Regions from separate parts of the Podarcis muralis genome. Here region 1 is linked to region 2. Evidence: chromatin contacts called from public Hi-C data. All regions are on one chromosome and are shown on one strand. The core of a region is the stretch at or near the end of the contact, and the rest is flanking DNA. Distances in the headings are between cores, read along the strand shown.

Region 1 (4,691 bases), core at 1,766-4,265, 290 kb before region 2:
ATTTGGCATGTGGTACCTGTGAAGCACAAAGTTAAAATTAGTTAACATTCAGTTAGGATTGTCATAGTCTCTAAAGAGAATTAGTAAGAGCTTCTGAATCTGACAGAATATGATTGAGAAAGCCTGAAGTCCTAGAGAGAGAGAAGTCATGCATTCAAATCACACCCACAGGCTTTTTTCAATGCCTCAAGATGCAGAATTCCAATTACACCCACATAACTGAATGCACAATTACAGGTGCATTAAAACAGCCGAAAGAGTAATTAAAAGAAAAATCTTAAATCCACTTAACTCAACAAGTCTGTTTTCTAGATACAATGAGCAGGAGGTGATATACATATATACAAGACGTCTGTGCGACTCTGTTGTACCTGCTAATTCTGCAGAACTATACAAGTTTGCATAACCCGGGGGCGGGGGGGGGGGCAGGAATAGCGCACCACCTAGAGTATTTTTAAAGTGCTAACCAGATGTGTGCAAACACCTCTTTATAATAATGTATTTCCTGCACTAAAAATAACTCAAATAAGGTTTTCTCATTACAGACTATGAAGTAATGGTAAACTAGAATTTACATTCTGGTTTGATTAAAAAGTTTAATCAGAGGCTGGTGCCTGTTCAAAGAAATGCCTATACGATCATAGACTATTTTGCTTATTGAATGTATAATAACCAAGTTTCACATTATAGCTCAGCAGCTTTGGGCACCCCACATATTCCCAGTTGCTTATCTGAAAAATAGGAACAGCTGCAGAGCTGCTCTGATATCATTACCAAATTCTGTAAAGCACTCCATCACCTTAATATGACATAAATTAATAACTTTAATTAATTACTAAGAATTACAAATATAAGAAAATTAAATGGTTAATAAATACAATTTAACAACAGTGCCCATTGCCAAGCGAATCTTTTAAGTACCTGTCCATGATAACAGTGGCCCAAATTTTGCTATCTTTTTATTTATTTACATGATTACAGACTGCATTTTTGTATAAAATGTTCCAAAGCAGTATACAGCATAAAAGCATATGCCATCTTGTCTTCTGGCAGAGATCAGTCTATATGACCCAATGGGTCCATTCTCATCTCTGAACTGTCAGATCAGGGTAACCCATTGTTTTTGTTACCAGAAATGAAAGGCAAGGTCATAAGAATGTTATTTACCCGCCATTCCAACATCTTTGGACCCTCAGAAAGACAATTAAGATTCATCTTAAAAGATCCAACCCAGCGTTTTGTGCTTCAAGATTGAGGCTCAATTGTTGAGGCTGCAAAACTTAACATACTTACTAAAGATTTAGCTACTTCAGGTATGTTGAGACTTACTCCTGAGTGAACGTGCATAAAACCAAACTGGGAAATATCACAAACACCATCCCTAGTGGCGCAAGCGGAGGAGATTTGAGTGGTGGTTAAGAAACAGAGCTGCAAAGCAGGAAGCCCCCCTGTTGGGACCTCATCTCTTCTAGGAACTCGCCAGGCAGTCTTGGGAAAACCACACACTCTCAGCCTCAGCATCTCCACCGGGGGCCAGAACAGCACTGTTGCTGGATTGTACTGCTGGGTTATTTTAAAGGCCTGGGGCAAGTATGTTGGGCATGTGGAGCTCTATGGACACGGCAGAGAGCCATGCAACCGCCCACAGCAATGTATTGAACACATCCTCATGACCAGCATCACTGTGGCTGGAACCCTCAACTCCCCCCCCCCCCGCTTTCCCCACCAACTGTAGGCCACTGGCTGCTCCCTCCCCTTCCTCCTCCCCCCGAATGCTGTGAGGAGCCGGAAGGCCGAAAGGGGCACGAGAAAAGGCGAAGGCGAGTCACTCACTGGAGCAGATGAGGGACATGGCGAGCGCCTCTTCGGTCTCTGCCTCACGGCCGCTTCCGGGCCACGAGATCGAGGAGGAGGATTCTACTTCCGGTGGCCGGAGCCAGCTTCTTTAAACTGTACCGCGCGCCAGACGCCAGCGCGCGGGAGACTCCAGCAGTCGGCCGGAAGCGGAATCTTCCTCTTCTTCCTCCCGCCCCCGCACTTCCGGAAGGAAGGAAAGCAAAGGCATCGCTGCGAGGCCAAACGGACCAGGAAAGGCAACCACCTTCCGGATCCGGAGGGCTCCAGCCGTGCCCATCAACAACTACAACTCCCGGCATGCATTGGGACCGAGGAGTAGCCGCGTTCGGCTGCGCGCGTGCTAATCCGTATTTGGAAGCCTTTCAGCTCCTGCTCCGCGCCCCTCTTTCTCGCGGCAAAATTCAAGAGAACAATGGAGAGCACCCATCCATTGAATGCACCCATCCGGTTGCAGTAGCAGATGGAGCAGCAGCTGCTGCTCCTTCTAGCTCTTAATTCGTGGGTATTTTGTTTTTAAAGTATTGGGAAGTGCGGCGTGTTCGCACGCCAAGGCAACGGGGCACAAAGACACCTGCCTGAACGCTGTACAGGAGAGCAGAAGTGGTTTTTGCTGTCCTCTGCAGTTTAACGAGGTAACTACAGTGGTACCTCAGGTTAAGTACTTAATTCGTTCCGGAGGTCAGTTCTTAACCTGAAACTGTTCTTAACCTGAAGCACCACATTAGCTAATGGAGCCTCCTGCTGCTGCCGCGCGGCTGGAGCACGATTTCTGTTCTCATCCTGAAGCAAAATTCTTATCCCGAGGTAATATTTCTGGGTTAGCAGAGTCTGTAACCTGAAGCGTACCACTGTAGTGCTACCCGATACGCGTTTGGTAAGGAGAATGTTTTGCTGAAAATCCAGCCCAGTCTCAACTCCATCTCTGCCCTGTGATGTTAATACACCGCAGGAGCGTCGTAAATCCCCCCCCCTTTTTTTAAGCGTGCAGAAAACGCTCAAAAGTCAGATCACAGGTTTCGCGTGATATAAACTCCCCAAGTTAGAGGGGAGCCGCTCTCTTTGCTATTTCTTCTTGTTAATTAAAGCTACATGCGCTGCAATACAGGTTCCCTCCTGACCTCGTAAAAAGATCTCCCCTTCCATCCCAGGGAAGAGAAGCGGCAGCAGAAATGCCTTAAGGAGCCCTGAAGTTTCATATCGAGATAAGAACCTAGATATCTTCCACAATTACGAGCCTGAAGGCGGCACCACCCACCGAATGACAATGTAAAATCCCAGTAACGACCCTCGAGCCTAATTGTGATTGGATCCGGCGCACTATTTGCGGCGGGAAGGACTCTCGTGGGAAGCAGACAGCAAAGTGTATCTGTATCTATAATTGGAAGCGCGTGGTTGCTTTAACTGGTGTGAACGTCGCTGTAAAGAACTGCAATTCCCGGCATGCTCCTGGATCGAGCGCGGCGCGCCTTGCTCCTTCCTTTTGGACTGCATTTCCCAGAGTGCAACGGGGCTTGGAGCTATATTTGAATGGGGAGAGAGAGTGAGGGGGGGGGGGGGCGATAAAGCTGCTCGCTCCGGACTTCCCCTCTAGGCCAAGTACCCAGGTAAGCAGCCCCGGCTCTGCTTTTTCTCCTCGGCGGCGGCGGCCAATCAGCAGCCCCCGTTCGGCGCGTGCGCCCTCCAGCTCAGGTTGGCGCTGCTGGTGGGAATCTTCGCGCGAATCTCTCGGGAGCAGCCAGGAGCAAGAGCTCCCTCGTGCCATTAACGACTTCAAGGCGGCAGCAGGCTATTCCCTGCGCTTCTGTAAACAGGTGCGGGGGGGGGGGGGAGAATAAGTCAGGCTAAGGAGGAGCTTCAGAAAGTGGGGAGAGAAAAACAGGGGAGGGGGAATTGTGTTTGGGGGGCGGAGTGAGGTTGTATCTCTGTAAGAGAAACGAGAGGGGGATGTGGGGTCGTGGCCCTTTATTTAGACTTTTCACCCAGTGACTTGAGACCAAGTCAGTCCTGCACCCGCAAGAGAGAGTCTCACCTTCCTCTTTGTAGACCCCCTGCTTCCTTCTGTGTATAGGTTGCTAGAAAAATACTGCAGAGCAGACAGGAGTACGATGGTCTCTAGCGTTCATTAGAGAGCTGCTTGATCTGCAGGCTGAAGGAAGCTGGAGCTCAACTTAATCCAGAGAGCCATAGGTTCCCAACCCCTGGCTTAGTGTTTGTACAGAGGGTGTGTGCCTCATCCAGTTACATCTATTGTTCAACACAGTTTGTCTTGTTGCATGCAAAATGTACTTAGTACAGGTCATCCTCTTGCATGAAGTTCGACTTTTTGTTTGTACGGTATGCAGAATCCATCTTGCTTGCAATTGACTCTGTCATGGGGCAATGGAACTAAAGGTTTCATCTAGTTTAGTAGTCTGCTCTGCTCATCTTTCTATTAATTTCTCTTTATGTAGTGGGTGTTGTAGTGAGAAGAGGTGGCATACATTTGCATGGCTACAATGTCATCCTTGTCACTCCTTAGATTGCTTGCAGTACTAGATAAACATGACTTTAGGGATCTCTCCTATTTTGCAGAGAAGTTGGTTGCAAAGACAACAGCTGGAGTCATGACTCGATGGGGCCTCGCCTTACGGAGCTGCTTCCAGCCCCTGCCAAAACCAATCTTGGCCGTAGTAGCAGTGCTTGTGCTCACTCACATAGGAATAACCAATGCCCAGCAGTACCGGAGTGAGCCAAAGCGAGCAAAGTATGCCGAACCGGACTTTCTATCCCAAGTGGGTCGTGCCATGAGCGAGACAATGGAGGATTTGATTGGACGAGAGAACTTTAGAATATTG
Region 2 (4,644 bases), core at 1,481-3,980:
TTATTTGTAAATGGTAAACCTGCCTAGAATACACTGGACAAAATGGTACATATTGTAGTTAAGTCCCAGTATCTTGTCATCTGATATTTAGGGAATTAATATCTCATCTTTGAAGTTAGATGAAGCAATCTAGCTTGAAAGTTGGGTACTACTGCTTTCCTAAACCTTGCTTGGTGAGGCAGGAGGATTTAAGAGGATTTTCTGTGATCAGTTGTTGAGAGCTAGAATAGGTCTGGTTGTTCTGTATAAATCTGCTGATCCGATTAACCTTTCTTTGCTCCCTGAGCTGCTCCGAGTGCTGGCATCCATTCCATGTGGTGTCTGGTTGCTTAACTGTTAAGAAAGACTTGGAATAGCCTATTACGACTGGGAACATGAGTTTTGGAAACTCTCTAGTAGTGGAACTAACATCATTACTCTTTTTTTCCAACAAGCTCAACAAATATTGTGTCTAATTTTAATGTGGGTCAACTTTTGGTTTTTATTTTATCTGTGAAAATATTTTTATAGATACAGTTGCATAAGTCCTGGTTTAATATACTTGGAAAAAATGTGGAAGCTTCCTTGAGTGGGATGTAGGAAGGGGACACACCAATCAATGGGATACCACAGGCGTTCTTTGTTGTCCTGGATTGTTGCATGGTTTCTAGAATGTTTATTTGAGATTGTAATAATCTCTGAACTTTCAAGAGAAGGAGTTAGGAATGTTGCTGCTTCCCCAATATATAAATAATTATTGGGAGTAGGAAAATGGGAGCCATGTTTCTGAAGGAATTTGGTAGAAAGATGGGGCACTGAAGAAAGTCTGAAAGGATGGTTGGTATTGTTTTGTGTTGTTCTGGGAGGAACAGTCTATTTCCTGCCTTTAATATTTCATACATTTCTTTCCCACAGAACCTCCGCTGGAAAAATTCCAACTATTTTGTGTGGACAGATGGGCTGCAGACTCTTTTTGTTTTCCAGAGAATGGGTACGAGGCTGTTTCATTTCTCCCCTGTGTTATGACTTCTGAGCAAAGCTTAAAAATTTATCAATGAGGCTGGTTCCATCTGTGCTTCCCCACAGAAAGTAGATGGGACAGGGAGCAGGGGGAGTGTAGCTGGGGGGATAATGGTGAAGTTGAATGTAAGAAAACTAGTAAAGTTGATACAGTGTTGACCTTGCTGGCTTGTGACTTATTTCTGATTGGTTGCAGTGGCTGTGCTGTACTACTACTTCTATAAGAGGACGGCTGTGCACTTGGGAGATCCCCGTTTCTACCAGGACTCTCTTTGGCTACGGAAAGAGTTTGCACAAGCACACAGTTGACAGCTGCTTCTGGATCATTTGGAGCTTGCTAGAATGTCCACAGAGATTTTACCAATATCTTGCAGCAAGTTCCCCTCCTCCCACTACAATTTGTCTCCTACAGTCAAGTTCTAAATCTCATGTGGTCAAATGACTTAATCCCTTTCCTACATTCGTGCACATTAGGCTACTCATCAATGGAACTGCTCTTTTGTGGATACCCTGCTTGCTACTATATGCTTCTCAGTCTCCAAGCACTCCACAATCCTCCTTTCAGTTCAGCAAACTGCACTCTGGATTTGGCTGCAGCCTTACTGAGGAACGATTTGAAGTGCCAAACAGATTTGGCTGACAACTCCCACTGAGTAGCAATGCTGCATTTTCCTCCTTGAGAATATTTTCTTGCCCTAAGCTCCCCTGTGACAGAAAAGGATTCCTGCCTTCACTAGTACCTCTGACAGTGTGACAAGGCATAAAGACTATGGTTTGGCTTTGCAGTATTCAGCCTGAGCAAATGTACTCTCATTGACTTGTTAGATTCCCCTTTTGTACTTGCATTTTTATAAATGGCGAGAAAATAAATCGGCTCTTTTTCAGAAACCATAGTGTGGTGATCTTGCTTTCTTGTTTTTCCTCTAATGTGTGGTAATAAAAGGGTGTTCTTTCCATTCCAAGGCTTGATTTGTTACCACCAGTTCTCTGTGTTGTGCTGTTGATACTAAAAATAAACCATATAATTTAGCAACATTCCAATACAGGAAACGAATGTTTTCGTTATGCCTGGCATGTGTGTGGTTTAGGGTAAGATAATGAAATTCACAGAAAAAATAAACTGGGAGGGGGAATAGAAGCTTGTTCCTAAAGTGCAATACCCAAGAAATCTTGTACTCTAAAATGTGGGGCAGGACTCCTAACAATAGAATTAATTGTGGAACGCTGTGGGCCTTTGATGGAATAATAAAAAAGCTTTTGAGGGCAGGAGGGGATACTGGGTAACTTGTTAAGTGGTGGATTTGGGAGTGGATTTTCGGATATATACGAGCTAGGTGCCGTTTGAGCCATGTGAACTAAGCAATCCGAGGTGCTTTGTATGATGTGCGTGTGTGTATGTTGTCCCCACTTCCCGGGGAAAAAACTTGTAAAATCTAAAATAAAAATGTGCGTATGAGGAAAGGGTGGAAGAAAAACGTTACATAACAAGCAAAGAAATAGGTGTCGCTCCTTGTCAGAAGGCGAGAGAACGGAGCCCCTGCGTTTATTTCCTGCCTCCACAACTCGCGCGGAGGAAGCGCGGGTAGCATTCATTGGTTACCATGGAGACGAGGCGACGCCGTCCCCGCTCGGAATCTGGGCCTCCGCCCCAAAGAGACGCGGCTCGATATCCGGTATCGCATGGAGCTTTTTGCCTTTCTAACGGGTCTTCCGGCACAAAGAGGCCAGGGATAGAGCGGCTCTGCTCTGCGTCCTTTCGGTCTAACGTGCTGGGAGCGAGGGAGCGAGCGCGCGCCTCGCCAACCCAGACCTTTCTGCCTCCGCGAACGCTGCGCGCCACTCCGCCCTCTCCCGCTTCCGTGCAGTCAGCTCCGCCGGAAGTGGGTTTCCTGCGTAGCGGTTTCCATGGCGATGGAAGATGGCGCCTCGCAGTAAGTCGGGGTCCCGGCAGTGTTCTAGGGCCCTGGGGGCTGCGAGGTCACGTCACCGCGACTGATCCCCGTGGAAGGCTCGGCTCTTCTTGATTCCCACCCCGCTCGCCCGGCCCGCCGCTCAGGACACCCCGAGCCCTGCAGCAGGGACGGGAACCGGGCTCCGGCTGCAGCCCGGCAGCGACGGCGGGGATCTGACGGCATCCCGCCAAGCGCTCCCGGAGCGAAGGGGAGGGAGGCAGAGTGGCCCCCGGGTCCCCAGAGCCTGATGAGGGGCCTCTTCGCTCAGCCTAGCGCTGAGCTTCCCCAGAAAAACCATTCTGCCAGAGGAGGGTGGTAGACTCGAGGCCACGTCCTGCGGGAGGCTGCCCCTTCGCAACCCTCTCCTAGTAAAGCTGCCCAAATACGGGGTTTTGGACCCTTCCAAGGGGTTCTCAGATCGGTGGGGTTTTTATTCTCTGCTGCTGGTTGGTTTCCCTTTGCCTGAGGTATGTTAGACCATTTGCTGAGGTTCCACGCTAAGCTGGTGAGGACACAGCACCCCAGTTTTGAGCTCACAACAAAGGAAGTGTACATAAACTCTAATATAGTCTCTCAAGAAAGTTTGTACTGCTCCTCTTTAAGAGGTGAGAGTGGAACACAAAATGTGTACCCCATAGATAATCATATTCTGGTTTCACCTAGATCGCCAGCTCTCCTCCACCCCTCTGGAGATTCTCCTGTTCCTGAACGGCTGGTATTATGCAACATATTTTCTGTTGGAGATTTTCATATTTGTCTATAAAGGTGAGTCTTTGAAGGGATGATATGTTTGGGTTGCCTGCAGGCTTTTTTTACGCATTTACCTTGTGGCTCTCGCCTGAAGAAAGTGAAAGAACAAAGTGGATAGTGTAATTATTTATTCCTCACCTAGCTGCTTGAGAGTTCACAGCCTTTTTCAGAACCATCCATGTCCCACTGTTTGTTGTCATTCTAGCTGCTACATTAGATGTTAACCAACATCAGCCCCTCTTCTTTTATTAAGGAATTCATTAAATGGGAAGAGGCATCTGGCTTTGCTGTTCTCTTAATGCACATGTCCATTTGTGTACCCGCTTAGGACTCCTGTTGCCCTACCCCTCTGCCAATTTGGCTTTGGACCTGATTATGCTTTTTCTCTATCTTGGGATTGAAGTGACCCGGATATTTTTTGGTGAGTATTCAATAAAAATGTTCCCACAAGTAGTGCACTCACCTGCCATTTTGTGAGCATCTTTGATGGCACTTGACCTGAAAAGATGACTCCTGGGGAAACCCAGCCAGATGGGCAGGATATGAATAAAATTTTGTTGTTGTTGTTGTTAATGTGGTTCACTCATCGATAAATTCTGCTTCTCCAACAGCAAAGGTGTTTGAGAGTAGAGTAGTTGAGCAGAGTGTAAAGTGCTGACAGTGCCTTCACTCCATCATTCTAGGTCTTCCTAATTATTCTGCTGAACTGGAATAGGTGCCTCCAATGAAATGATGCCCAAAGGCTGAAAAAGGGGCTCTGTGGTACATTCCCTCATTCAGGAGTAGGTAGGAGGCAAGACAACATTATGCGGGTGGAAATATGAGATCCCATTCATCCAGTCTGACTGTCCTTCCTGACCTGAGACTAGCTTATGAACTACAGTACAAATGTTAAATGCAAAATCCCATTCCTTAATCTCAGTTAAATGATTCTTGATTCAGG

Evidence for each region. Hi-C and Micro-C count contacts between places; a contact is called where the count stands out from the background.
Region 1: a Hi-C map of tail shows a contact between it and region 2, with 3 times the contacts expected there. The contact joins the promoter of TMEM109 here to the promoter of TMEM216 in region 2. A contact is called at or near these places in 2 of 3 Hi-C or Micro-C datasets (blood and tail).

The regions. Positions count from the first base shown.
Region 1 is chr1:80,506,178-80,510,868 of rPodMur119.hap1.1, reverse strand. It overlaps TMEM109 (transmembrane protein 109), which reads left to right and starts at 3,015. Exons shown (of 4, transcript XM_077932691.1): 1 at 3,015-3,461; 2 at 4,429-4,691. The coding sequence starts at 4,461. PRPF19 (pre-mRNA processing factor 19) reads right to left here and starts at 2,012. Exons shown (of 16, transcript XM_028737541.2): 1 at 1,834-2,012. The coding sequence starts at 1,852.
Region 2 is chr1:80,218,435-80,223,078 of rPodMur119.hap1.1, reverse strand. It overlaps TMEM216 (transmembrane protein 216), which reads left to right and starts at 2,730. Exons shown (of 6, transcript XR_013393841.1): 1 at 2,730-2,930; 2 at 3,615-3,716; 3 at 4,030-4,122. TMEM138 (transmembrane protein 138) reads left to right here. Exons shown (of 5, transcript XM_028737281.2): 4 at 895-970; 5 at 1,196-1,887. The coding sequence ends at 1,308.